Linked DNA regions of Mus musculus: region 2 is linked to region 1. Evidence: chromatin contacts called from public HiChIP or PLAC-seq data. All regions are on one chromosome and are shown on one strand. Each heading gives the region's core, a stretch centred on a gene start, on an enhancer-like site or on the middle of the called end of the contact. The rest is flanking DNA. Distances are from core to core; before and after follow the strand shown. Region 1 holds the start of Fstl3 (follistatin-like 3). Region 2 holds the start of Plk5 (polo like kinase 5).

Region 1 (6,254 bases), core at 1,471-3,970:
ACGTGGGAGCAGGACAAAGAGGGGACTTGAACCCATGCCAACCACACAATGGTTCTTTGATTCACCCAGCCCAGGCCACGGCAGTCCAGTGTGAGGGGTCAGGCCTTGGCCAAGGTCAGCGCTGTCCACCCCCTCCACCCTCTCCTGCAAGCTCCTGGTGAGAACATAGGGTTCTGTGCCCTGCCCCAACCTAGGAGCATCCTTGGGGGACTGCCAGGGACCAGGGCCAGGTCAGTATCCTCCCTCACTGGCACTGGATAGTGAGGGGAAAAAATGGTTTCTGCAGACTGTAGATCTGCTGGGTCTCCACTGTGTGGTGCCAAGACAGGGAAGATGTCACCTGAAGGGGTCTGGAGTGGATAGAAGGATGGGGGGAGGGTGATCTCAGAAAACCCAGTGCACCATCACTCATATTTTCCAGTTATAAATTAATTTATCTGTGTGTTTTTAAAATAGACTTATTTTATATGTGTGGGTGCATATCTGCGCACCATGTGTATGCAGTACCTGAGGAGGCCAGAAGAGGGCGGCAGATTCCCTGCAACTGGAGTTATAGACAGTTCCATGGGTGCTAGGAACTGAACCCCAGCTATCTGGAAGAGCAGAAACTACTCTTAACTCCTGAGCCACCTCTCCAGGCCTTTATATATTGTTGTCTAAATCATGAGCTGTGTGAGGACAGGAATAGGTCAGCCTTGGTCACTGGGATTTCCCAACCCTGTGATTTGTCAACTAAATATCTCAAATCCATGAGAGAACCCATAGACCTAAGGGTGATGAAGGCATGGTGACCTAGCTACTTTGGAGACCTGCATAGGAGGTTCTGGGTCTAAGAGACAAGTCCCCAGCCAGACGCGTGCCAGTGTTACCCTCATGGGCTGTGGGATATGCTGCCTCAGACATGGAAGTCCCATGGTACCTAAGGTCTATCTATGATGTCAGAAGGTGGGTCTCCTAGCAGAAAGGAAGAAAAGAAAAAGTCTTTCAAGTCTGCATGTGTCACAGCTAGCTGTGGGGTTAGAGGGGACAACCTGCAGGAGTCAGGTCTCCTACCTACCACATGAGTATCAAACTCAAGTTGTTAGGCTTGGCTGCAAATGCCTTTACCCTCCAAGACATCTTTTTGTTTTGATGGTTATTTTGAGGCAGGGCCTCACCGTATAACTCTGGATGGCCTTGAACCCACAGAGCTTGCCTCTGCCTCCCAAGATCTGGGAGTAGAGGTGTAGTCCACCAAGCCAGACCACTGAGCTATCCTATCCTGTTTCTTCAAAGTATTTTTTTTTTTTGAGACAGGGTTTCTCTGTATAGCCCTGGCTGTCCTGGAACTCACTCTGTAGACCAGGCTGGACTTGAACTCAGAAATTCGCCTGCCTCTGCCTCCCGAGTGCTGGAATTAGTATTTCTTCTTCTTTTTTTTTTTAAAGATTATTTATTTTATGTATGTGAGTACAATGCTGCTGTTTTCAGACACACCAGAAGAGGACATTACAGATGGTTGTGAGCCACCATGTGTGAATTGAACTCAGGACCTCTAGAACACCAGTCAGTGCTCTTTAAGTGAGCCATCTCTCCAGCTCCCATCCTGTTTCTTAGATAGAGTCTTTCTGGCCTGTGCTCTCTTTGTAAACCAGATTGAACTTGAATTTGTGGCCCCCATAAGTGCTGGGATTCTGGGGTACAACTCCTGCCGGATGATTTTTTTTTCCTATGTGCACATATCCATTCACAGAGGCCAGAAGACATCAGGTGTCCCCTCTCTCACATCTGGCCTTATTCCTTTGAGACAAGAGTCTCTCACTGAAGTTGCAGGTATGGTGACCAGCAAGCCCCAGCAATCCTCCTGTCTCCACCCCCACATACCTGGGATTACAGGCGTCCTTGCCCCACATTGGCTTTTTACATGGATGCTGGAGATTTGAACTCAGGTCTTCCTGTCTCTGAAGCAATCAGTCTTAACCCCTGAGCCATCCTCTAAACTCTGGGTTTGGCTTCGTTTTCCCTTTTTGAGTCAGGGTCTCAGGTAGCCCAGGCTAGCCTTGAATTCCCTGTGTAGCTGAGAATGTCCTTGAACTCTTGATCCACCAGCCGTTACCTCCTGAGAGCTGGAATGGCAGGTGTGCACCATCCCTTTTGTGCCGGTGGACTCCAGGGCCTGTGTGAGCTGGGGGAGCACTCTAGCTCCCACGGAGCTAGCTACAGACAACCTCAACTTTAGTTTGATGCACTCTGAAGCCCTAGCTGGCCTCAAACTCACAGCAATCCTCCTGCTTCAGCCTCCAAAGGCTAGAATGGTAGGTATGAGTCTTTAAATAGTTTGGAACAGCATGGGGACACCCTTTGCAACCGTGGGTACTGTCATGGTGAAGGTTAGGCAAGAGGCTAAAGAGACCAGATGGTAACCTCAATACCCGCTTAGCCCAGGTGGGGCTTCTCACCTGCACCCCAGAGATCCCCAAAGGAACACTGGACACCTGGAGGTGTCCACCTCCCAGGACATGCCCTCCGGGCCACACTTTGTGACCTGACCCCATTGTGGACTGTTCTTCCTAGACAACTGTCTGGTTCCCAGATGGGACACGGCCTGCCCCCGGTGGCCACCCCCGCGCAGGCCCGGGCCCTGCGCCTCGGGGACACGTCCGTCCCGCTGCGCCCCGCCCCGCCCGCCGCCGGCCCCGCCCGCCCTGGGCTTTTATAGGCCGAGGCGTCTGCACTCGCTGAGTCCCCGCTGCTGCCCAACACTCGCCATGCGTTCTGGGGCACTGTGGCCGCTGCTTTGGGGAGCCCTGGTCTGGACAGTGGGATCCGTGGGCGCCGTGATGGGCTCCGAGGATTCTGTGCCCGGTGAGTGGGGCTGGGCGGAAGGGGCGGGCGAGCGGGCCACCCACGTGGCCTGAGGAATGCGGCAGGGGGATGTCTGGGGTGTGCTCTGGCTGGGTGGGCGAATGCGGGACTCCACGCCTCCAGCCTCAAAAGAGGACTGACATTTATTTATTGAGCTCTTACTGTTTACATGCTTTCCCATGAGTCCACAGAACAGCCGAAACTTGTGGGTACTTTTTCCTCCCCGTTTTCAGGATAGGTAAACTGAGGCCCAGGGTCATGAACCTTTTAAGTGACGTGGTAGGTGGCTCTGTAGGCCCTAGAGAGACATCTCTGGGTGGCTGGCCCTGCTAATGCCACTTAGGCAGAGGGTTTCAGGAGTCTCTGGATGAGATGCCTCAGGTAGAATGGTATACCTGCATCTGGCCAGGAGAGCTCCAGCCTCAGTCTCCCTTTTTGTAAAGCCTTTGCAGAGGTGCTGGGGCCCAGTTCATGGAAGGCGTTCGGCAGTGTCTCTTGAGCAAGAATGAGTTCTGATGGGGGCGGGGGGGGGGGGGGAGGTGTGCGGCTGTCTTCACTTAAGGGTGAAGAAAGCCAAAGGTTCTGTGTTCTAGCCCCTACCAGCCCTGCAAGGCTGCTGCCCTCCAAGGGAGCCAAGCCCCCTCCCCTAGGGCCGCGTCCCCCGTCCCTGTCCCAGGGGAGTGAGCTCACGCAGAGGGAATGTTCCCCAGTTGGAGTGAGTAAGAGGCGGGTCAGGCGAGGGGGGGCTGCAAGCCGGGGGCTCGGCTGTCCTGGGCACTGTCTAGACAGAGGGCAGAGGCGGGAAGCCAGTGCAGGCCCACAGACCCTCACATGCCGAGCGCCTGGCATTTGAAGGGGCTGGGCAGGGTGCCAGTTCTCAGGCCTGGAGGCCAGGCGGGAGTTGGTGGTGGAGCACTCGGGTGCGGCTCAGAGGAGAAGGGTTCCCTCCACAGAAGAGCTCGAGCCACAGCTGTGGCTTTCTGCCCTTTCTTCCTGTACAGGGCATTTAGGATAGCTATGGACATCTCTGAATTGGCTGGGGGAATTAGATCTGAGGTGTTGGGGGTTAGTTGGGAGTTTGTTCCACAAAGATCATGTATAGGGATAATTCTTAGGTAGAGATGGGGTCTGGAGCTTCCCCATTCCTCCTCCTCCTTCCAAATAGGTGGCGTGTGCTGGCTCCAGCAGGGCAGAGAGGCCACCTGCAGTCTGGTGCTGAAGACTCGTGTCAGCCGGGAGGAGTGCTGTGCTTCCGGCAACATCAACACCGCCTGGTCCAACTTCACCCACCCAGGCAATAAAATCAGCCTGCTAGGGTTCCTGGGCCTCGTCCACTGCCTCCCCTGCAAAGGTGAAGCCGTGGGGGGCTCCTGATGGCAGACAAGACCCAGAGTGAATGGGGAACTGGGGAGGGGACCCTGGGGCCCACGACTTGCGGAGGCTTTGAGAAGCCCCCTGGTTTCATCATGTAAAGCCCCTAACCTGCATCCTACCTCACCTGGTGGGGAGGAACTTAGCCTTAAATCCTGACCAGGCATTCAGGCTATGTCCGTCCGTACTGCTACCCTCATGGGACCCTGAGCACCACACATTTTACATAGCTAATATGCCTGGAGTATCTGCCTGTGCTTTATTCTGAGCACGCCCGCCACCCGCGTCCCTGCTGAGGTGAATGAATAACAGTCCAGGTGACAGAGGGCACCCCTGGCCTCTCTGTGCTTGGGGCTGAACCAGTAGAAAGTGATGGGAAGGATTTGGAGGAAGCAGGCATAAGATCTAGGGTCGGGGTGATGATTAGGAGTTTGTTGAGTGAAGCCCATATGGAAGAGTGCACTGGGTCTAGGGTTAGTCTCTAGAGGTAGGAGCAACATCAGGCAGCTCATCCAGGAGGAAGCTGGGCAGGGCTGCAGACCCTCAGGGATAGGAGGATAGGGAAGGAGCCTGCATTGGCCTCAGGGGTAGGATTAATCTCCCATCAGCCTGGCTGTGTGGTCCAGAGCCCATTGCCACACTCCCCTCCTCCTCTAGCTTCTGAGAAGAGGAGGGATTTCAAGAAAAGCCTTTCCGGGGCTTGAGGGCCTGACTGTCCTCCCAGCCTCCTCTGGTCCTCGGGACTGGGGATGGAAATTTGCCCCCTCCCTTTTCTTTCTTTGATTTCCTAAAGCTGGCTAGAGGGTCAGTTCCAGATGTATGGTGGGTGGGCCCTCTGGGGGGGGGTACCCAGGTGTAACCCTGAAATGTAGGTCTCTCCAGATCCTGGATAATCAAGAGTTCAAGGCCAGCCCTGGCTACAAAGCAAGTTTGAGTAGCCTAGGCTACTTGAGGCCAACTCAAAAAAACAGAGTATGTGGCTAGGTGTAAATGCCAACACAAGAATGTCTAGGCGAACCTCAGTTTCCCCACCTGAGACATAAAGATGTGCAGAGTGAACGAACCTCTCCCCCATGCCTCTTTGGGGAGGTCCTAGTAGAAACCAGTAATGGATGCATCCAGTAATTGTGCATCACGGTGCACCTGGACTCCAGTGACATGTGGGAACCGCACTCGTGTGTGCTCTGTGTCCTCAGATTCCTGCGACGGAGTGGAGTGCGGCCCCGGCAAGGCGTGCCGCATGCTGGGGGGCCGTCCACACTGCGAGTGCGTGCCCAACTGCGAGGGGCTTCCCGCGGGCTTCCAGGTCTGCGGCTCTGATGGCGCCACCTACCGGGACGAATGCGAACTGCGCACCGCGCGCTGTCGCGGACACCCAGACTTGCGCGTCATGTACCGCGGCCGCTGTCAAAGTAAGAGCTGTGACCGTGGAGGGGCGGGGACGCGGGGCGGGGCCAAGGAATCAGGCAGGACCTGGGGGTGGGGCTAGGGAGGGGAGGACAGGGAGGCACCTCAGGCCTGGGAAAGGCGAAGCCTGGGAAAAGATAGGGCTGGCTGAGGGGCGGAGTCTAGAGAGGGCGGGGCCTGGCAAACGGCAAGACCAAGGTAAGGCCGGCTGAGGGGCGGGGCCTAGGGGAAGGTGTGATTATGCAGGGGCGGAGCCTATCCGGTTGTTGCCCAAGTCCACACCTAGCGAGAAGAAGGGGCAGAGCCTCGCTGATTGCACTTTACGGAAATCACTGGTTGCTGATGCTAGGGGGGCGGGGCCTGAGGGAGGGGCAGAGCTATGCAAAACTGTGGGTCGGGTCAAGTGCGAACCAAAGAAGGCAGGCTGCAAAGATCGAGCTCCAGCCCCTGTGTAGCGCCAACTCTCGGGCGTGTCCAGGAGCAGGGCTGTGAGCTGCAGGGTGTGCCCTGCGGGCCAGCGTGCCCTTACAAGTGCTGACGCGCGGGGAAGGTGAGCAGCCACGGGAAGAGGCTTGTGATGGACTGGGGAGGGAGAAAATGTGGGTGTGGCCATGAAGGCAAGCTGATGGGTA
Region 2 (6,254 bases), core at 1,648-4,147, 580 kb after region 1:
GGAGTTCGAGGCCATCCTGTGGTATGTGAGCATTTCTTACTTTTTGGTGCGTGGCTCAGCAACTTGAACCTCGCCCACACACTTGCGCAGTTGTCTCTACCATTTATCTCCATCCTGAAGCTCCACTGCCATTCGATATGAACTCTCACCAACTCCCAACTTCCAGCACCCACAGACCCACTTCCTGTCTCTATTGGTCTCTCATGGAGTTCCAAACTGTGTGGCCTTTTGCATCTAGGTCTCTCACTGAGCCTTAAGGGCCTTCAATGATGTGGGTGTCAAAAATCTCGTTCCTGAGCCGGGCGTGGTGGCGCACGCCTTTAATCCCAGCACTTGGGAGGCAGAGGCAGGCGGATTTCTGAGTTCAAGGCCAGCCTGGTCTACAGAGTGAGTTCCAGGACAGCCAGGGCTATACAGAGAAACCCTGTCTCGAAAAAACAATCAAACAAACAAACAAAAAATCTCGTTCCTGTTCATGGTTGCATGATATTCCAGTATGTGGGTAGGCCTCACCGTGTGTCCATCATCAGTTTATAGGCACAGATATCTCTACCTGCTGGCTGCTGTGGACATCTCTGTGTCCATGTCCATCTCCCCCCTCTTCCTTCCTTTTCTCCTTTGAGTTTTTGAGACAAGGGTCTCAGTTAGCACAGAGTGAACCCGCTGTGTACCCAAGGCTGGGGAGTGGAATGTCCCTCCTCAGCAGGGCACAGGCTGACAGAAGGCCATTTATTTTGCTCCTCAGTGCAGTCTCAGCCAGAAGCCCCAGGATCAGCCAGGCGAGAGAGAGAGAGAGAGAGAGAGAGAGAGAGAGAGAGAGAGAGAGAGAGAGCCATCAGCTGATGTGCACACTGCAGGGCTCCAGGCCAGACACTATGTCTCTTCTGTCCCAGGAAGTTGCTGTTATTCTGTGGACTCAGCCACCCACCCAAGTGCCTGTCTCTGCTCTTCACTGGGGCAGGAAGCCAGGGGACCACAATGCAGCTGCCAGATATTCATGGTCCACCCCATCTTAGAGCCATGCTGGGAGACCCTGAGCTTGCAAGAACCCCAGGTACTTGGTCTGCCACTTGGGGCATGAATGGTACCTAACCTAGAGACCAGGTCCCAGAAAAGGCCTTGAAAGAGTCTCAGGCTTTGAAAAGTTGTCCTTCTCATTGCTGTGTGTCACTGCCGGCACATACACACCAATGCTCCTGTGGGCAGCAGAGGATAGGACACCTTTGGGTGGGAGTTGGTTCTCTTCTTTCAGGGTGGGTCCCAGGAATTGAGCTTAGGTCGTCGAGGTCAGAGGCAGGAGCTTTACCCTTCAGGTGTCTCAGGACCCCTAAGTCTTCTTCTTTCTCAGTGTGCTTGAACCTGGAACCAATTCATTTTATTTATTTATTTATTTATTTATTTATTTATTTATTTATTTATTTATTTTTGGGTTTTTGAGACAGGGTTTCTCTGTGTAGCCCTGGCTGTCCTGGAACTGACACTGTAAACCAGGCTGGCCTTGAACTCAGAAATTCGCCTGCCTCTGCCTCCCCAGTGCTGGGATTAAAGACATGGGCTATTTAAACTTCTCAAATGCATCCTTTTATAGAGGCTGGGCTGGGGCTATCTTGGGGGCACAAAGAACCCTTCAGAGATTAGCACGAAGTAGGCACTTGACCATCCCAATGTTATTTAGCAAACATAGTAAGTGTTCTGCCAGACAGATCTGCTATGGAGGAGTTTAGTGCCAGCCATGGGAATGGCTCTGTTCCACTTCCTGTCACCCCCTCCCCATCCCCACCCTGACCGGCTTCCCTTTAGCAGGGGTCCTGGGCTTACTGGCTGCAGCCTGGCCTCTGAACAACTGGGGACTGTCACCCCAGCTCCAAAGGAGACACCAGTAAATTGAACCAGCCTCGTTCCCCATGGTACACTCAGCTCACCCTCAGGGCTTCCTGGGGACTACTAAGACTTGGGAGCACTCAAGGGGTGCTTCTTGTCCCCCTTGGTGGCACGGGCCAGGCCAGATTCCAAATTCTGGCTCTGGAAAATTCCATAGCCTGAATCCAGCCACACGGAGTGAGGCTAATCCCTCCGCATTTACTGTGTTATGTAACGTTCCGGATTAATACCAGAGGCAGATGGTAGGGCTCACACCCTGCCCTGTGCCTGCCTGGCTTTGGGAGTGAGGGGACTCCCACCTGGCACATGCAGGCGGGGCCCCAGATTCTTGAGGTGCAGAAATGCTGCATTCAGCACGGGGTGGGGGCGGGGGAGGGGAGGGGTGGGCTCCGGCGAAGAGGTAGCCTGAGGTTCTGAAGTCCCTGGCTCCTTGCTCTCTTCTATCAGCCACACCCAAACGTCCATCTCCGCTTTAAGGGTCAGTGCCCTGTAGGCCATCAGAGCTAGCGTCGCACACATGCCCACATCTGCCCCTCATCCTGGTTGCAATGTCTTCTGTGGCATCCCATGCCACGGTGACTCTTTTGTGTCCATAGCCTCCCAGCCCTGATTCTTTGGTCTACATGTCCTCAGACGTCCCCAGGCGGCCTTCTCTGAATCCCGCTGAGCCTTCCCAGTGCCCAAGTTGATGAAGCCCCACAGGTCGCTCCCGTAGGGAGCACCCAGCCAGATGCGTTTGGTCCTCTGGTCACCGGCCTCCCCTGTACCCCCGAGAGAATCCTGGGGCGGGCACCTCTGCAAAGAAACCAGCAGAGAGTTCTCTGGACCTCAGTTTCCCGGATGGGTGAACCAAGCGCTGTTAACAAGTCCCAAGAGGTGCAGGTCTGGGAGCGCGGCTGAACTAAGCCAGGTATCTGGCTCCCGGTTGGCTCCAGAGCACCTGCCACTCGGCTTCGGGTGCAGGCGGGACCCCACCGGCGTCCGGGCCCCGCCCCGCCCCGCCCCCACTCTCCAATAAGACCCGCTCCCGCTGCTCCCCGGCTCAGATCGGCAGCGCTGCAGGCAGCACTGGCTTGCGCAGTCCCCGCGCGCGCTGCGCACTCAGGCCCAACCTGCGCAGATGGAGCCCCGGTCCCGGCGGCGGCGGAGCCGCCAGCTTGTGGCCACCTTCCTGCGCGACCCAGGCTCGGGGCGCGTGTACCGGCGCGGGAAGCTGATCGGCAAGGTGGGAGTTCCCGCGTCCGTACACACACACACACGTACACAAACACACGCGCGCGCGAGTTCAAAGCGCGGGAACGGAGAGAGTTGAGGGGGCGGGGGTCTCGGGTAGGACGGGACCCCGCGCGCCATAGCTGGAGCCTTGGGTCCCCGGAGTTTGGGGTCCGGGCTGCGATGGCGAGGCGAGAACCGCACTTGGTGCTCTGTCTGAGGGCTGTGCGGAGCGTGTGCAGGGTGTGTGCGTTTCCCGCGTTAGCGCGGGCGCTGAGCATCCTCTGGGTGCACAGCTGGCGCTCCGCACGCAGTGGCGGGCTGTCATCTCCACGGTGGGCCCGCGGGGCTGTGGGTGCTGAGCTATGCGTGGGATCCGCGCTCTGCACCAGGCTCCCCTGCCTGGCTGTGGATGGGGATTGCTCCCTTAGTGGAAGAGTGCGCGGCTTGGGCTCAGGGGCTGTTTTGCGTTGTGTTCAGGTGTCTGAGTGATGTGTGTCTGGGTGTTGTGTATCCGGTGCACCTGGTTGCTGTGCTGTGTGTCTGGGTGTTGTTTGAAGGCATTCCCCTGTTAAACATTACATACTGTCTGGCTGCTGAGTGTCTGGGTGAAGCTGTGCATCTGGGTATTGTTTTGTGTGTCTGTGCTGGATCGGTGTTGTCATGAGTTTGTTTCTGGGTTTTGTGTGTCTGGGTATTTAGAGGCTGTATGCTGTGTGTCCAGATGTGTTTTGTATGGATGTATGGTGTGTGTGTGTGTGTGTGTGTTGGGTGTCTAAATGTTGTCGGTCTATGTGTTGTGTGTGTGTAGTTGTGTGTGTAAGCGCTGTGGGCAGGTGTCTGGCTGGGTTGTGTGGGAGCCTTCTGTATATGAGAGCTGTGTGTGGATGCCAAGTCGGGAGTGTTTGTAGGCGTGTGGAAGTGCCGCGAGGGGTGTGCTTGGGGGTGTGTCTGGGTGTTGTGTGTGTGGTTCTGTGCCTGGATACTGTATGTGGATACAGTGTGGGGTGCTGTGTTTGTAGGTGTATGTAAGTGGTTTATATGGGCGCTGTATATCTGGGTTCTGTGTGGATGCTCTGTGGGGTGTTGGGTGGATGTTATGTGTGTGGGGTTTGTGTTTCTGGGTGTCGTGAGTCCCTCACTGTCCTGTATAGGAGAGTACAAAGTCCTGCTCTGGCAAAGTCCGTGGGTCTCTTCTCTTTGGTGTGCAGCTAGGGTGTGGGGTGTTGGGGTGTGATCGCTGCAGTGTCTCTTCTTGGCTGAGTGTGTTGAAAGCCAGTGTCTCCAGGTGCGCTTCGCTGTCTACACCTTGCTTATTGTCCTCCGCAGGGAGCCTTCAGCCGCTGCTACAAGCTCACGGACATGTCCACCAGCGCTGTGTTCGCTCTTAAGGTGGTGCCAAGGGGCGGAGCGGGGCGGCTGCGCCTGCGCGGGAAGGTGAGACACACACACACACACACACACACACACACACACACACACCCCGTTACCCCCAGCAGACAGTTGCCCTGCTTCCCTCCCTGCGAGCGAGCCAGGCCTAGGGCCTGTCTCCTGCTCTGCAGCTGAGGATCCTTCATGGGGACACAGGTGGAGCGTGAGATCGCCCTGCACAGCCGCCTGCGCCACCGCAACATCGTGGCCTTCCACGCACACTTTGCTGACCGCGATCACGTGTACATGGTGCTGGAGTATTGTAGCCGCCAGGTGGCCGGATTGGGAAGGGGCCTGGTCAGCGGGGTGGGGCTTGGGGCAACGGGGCGGGGCTTGAGGACTGGGCGGGGCTTAGTTGGATGGGCGGGGCTTGATATGTTGGCACTGGGTCTGCTAAGCCAGGCAGTGTGGAGCAGTGTCCAGCACTCCCTGTTGCTTGAGGGGGTGTCTGGGTAGGGCAGGGGTCAGGTCACTGAGAGCCAGGCAGGAGGTCTCTTCCCTGTCCCACCTGTGCCTTTGCCTCCCTGTGACTATGTGTCTGCTTGTGCCCGTGCCATGTTCACTTGGATCCCTCTGTCCAGCCAATAGTGTCCCCTGTTCCCACATATGACCCTGTGTACCCACCTGGGTCTACACACCCTCAGCCCTGCTCTCCCACCCAGATCCACAACCCATCTAACAAGTACCAGGTCCCTCTACAGTCCTTGGCTCATGTGCTGAAAGTGCGGCGGACTCTGACAGAGCCTGAAGTGCGCTATTACCTTCGGGGCCTGGTCAGCGGCCTGCGCTACTTGCACCAACAACGCATCGTGCACAGGGACCTGAAACCCAGTAAGCATAAGGAAAGGACTTTCAGAGGGACTGGGAGGATGGTGAGGGGGATGGGAGGATGGTGAGAAGCTGGGAGGATGGGAGGATGGTGAGGTGCTGGGAGGATGGTGAGGGGGATGGGAGGATGGTGAGGGGCTGGGAGGATGGTGAGATGAATGGGAGGGAGGATGGCGAGGTGAATGGGAGGATGGTGAGGGGGATGGGAGGGTGGTGAGGGGAATGGGAGGATGGTGAGGGGGATGGGAGGATGGTGAGGGGGATGGGAGGGTGGTGAGGGGCTGGGAGGATGGTGCGGGGCTCATGCTGTGCTCCTCTTCATCTGCAGGTAATTTCTTCCTTAACAAGAACATGGAGGTTAAGATAGGTGACCTGGGGCTGGCTGCCCGTGTGGGGCCTGCTGGTCGCTGCCACAGGTGATTGAGAGGCTCTAGGTGGTCCTGAGTGGGTCCAGGCAGCCCGGGCCTTCCTGATTCTCCCATGATTCCCTCCCAAGGGTGCTCTGCGGGACTCCAAACTTCCAGGCACCTGAAGTGGTGTCCCGAAATGGACACTCGTGCAAATCTGACATCTGGGCTCTGGGATGCATCATGTAAGTGACAGTCTGGGGGACCCAGACTTGGGGAAGGTGGCAGGTGTGGGGTGGGCATGGACGGGTGGCAGGACAGGCTGTCCAAGTGAAACTAGATACGGGCAGGAAGAACAAACATGGACAGATGTGCACACACGGAGATCAGGTGCATATTAACTAGAGCTGGAACTTGCTATGTAGACCAGGCTAGCCTTGAATTCACAGAGATCTGCCTGCTTCTGCCTCCCCTGGGCTGAGATTAAAGATGCCACCACTGCATCCAGCTATGGGTCCAGGTCTTGGTCTGGGCTCCTACCTTGGTGCCAAGTGA

The links. HiChIP or PLAC-seq counts read pairs in DNA pulled down with a chosen protein or histone mark.
Region 2: an HNF4G HiChIP or PLAC-seq map of pancreatic cancer cells shows a contact between it and region 1. The contact joins the promoter of Plk5 here to the promoter of Fstl3 in region 1. A contact is called at or near these places in 3 of 39 promoter capture datasets (the C10 cell line, the SN4741 cell line and stem cell-derived epiblast-like cells) and 1 of 115 datasets of contacts at active chromatin or transcription factors (pancreatic cancer cells).

Annotation. Positions count from the first base shown.
Region 1 is chr10:79,774,554-79,780,807 of GRCm38.p6, forward strand. Fstl3 (follistatin-like 3) reads left to right here and starts at 2,721. Exons shown (of 5, transcript NM_031380.2): 1 at 2,721-2,844; 2 at 4,010-4,195; 3 at 5,412-5,627. The coding sequence starts at 2,748.
Region 2 is chr10:80,353,562-80,359,815 of GRCm38.p6, forward strand. It overlaps Plk5 (polo like kinase 5), which reads left to right and starts at 2,898. Exons shown (of 15, transcript NM_001347124.1): 1 at 2,898-3,106; 2 at 4,423-4,530; 3 at 4,681-4,797; 4 at 5,226-5,355; 5 at 5,681-5,768; 6 at 5,849-5,944. The coding sequence starts at 3,002.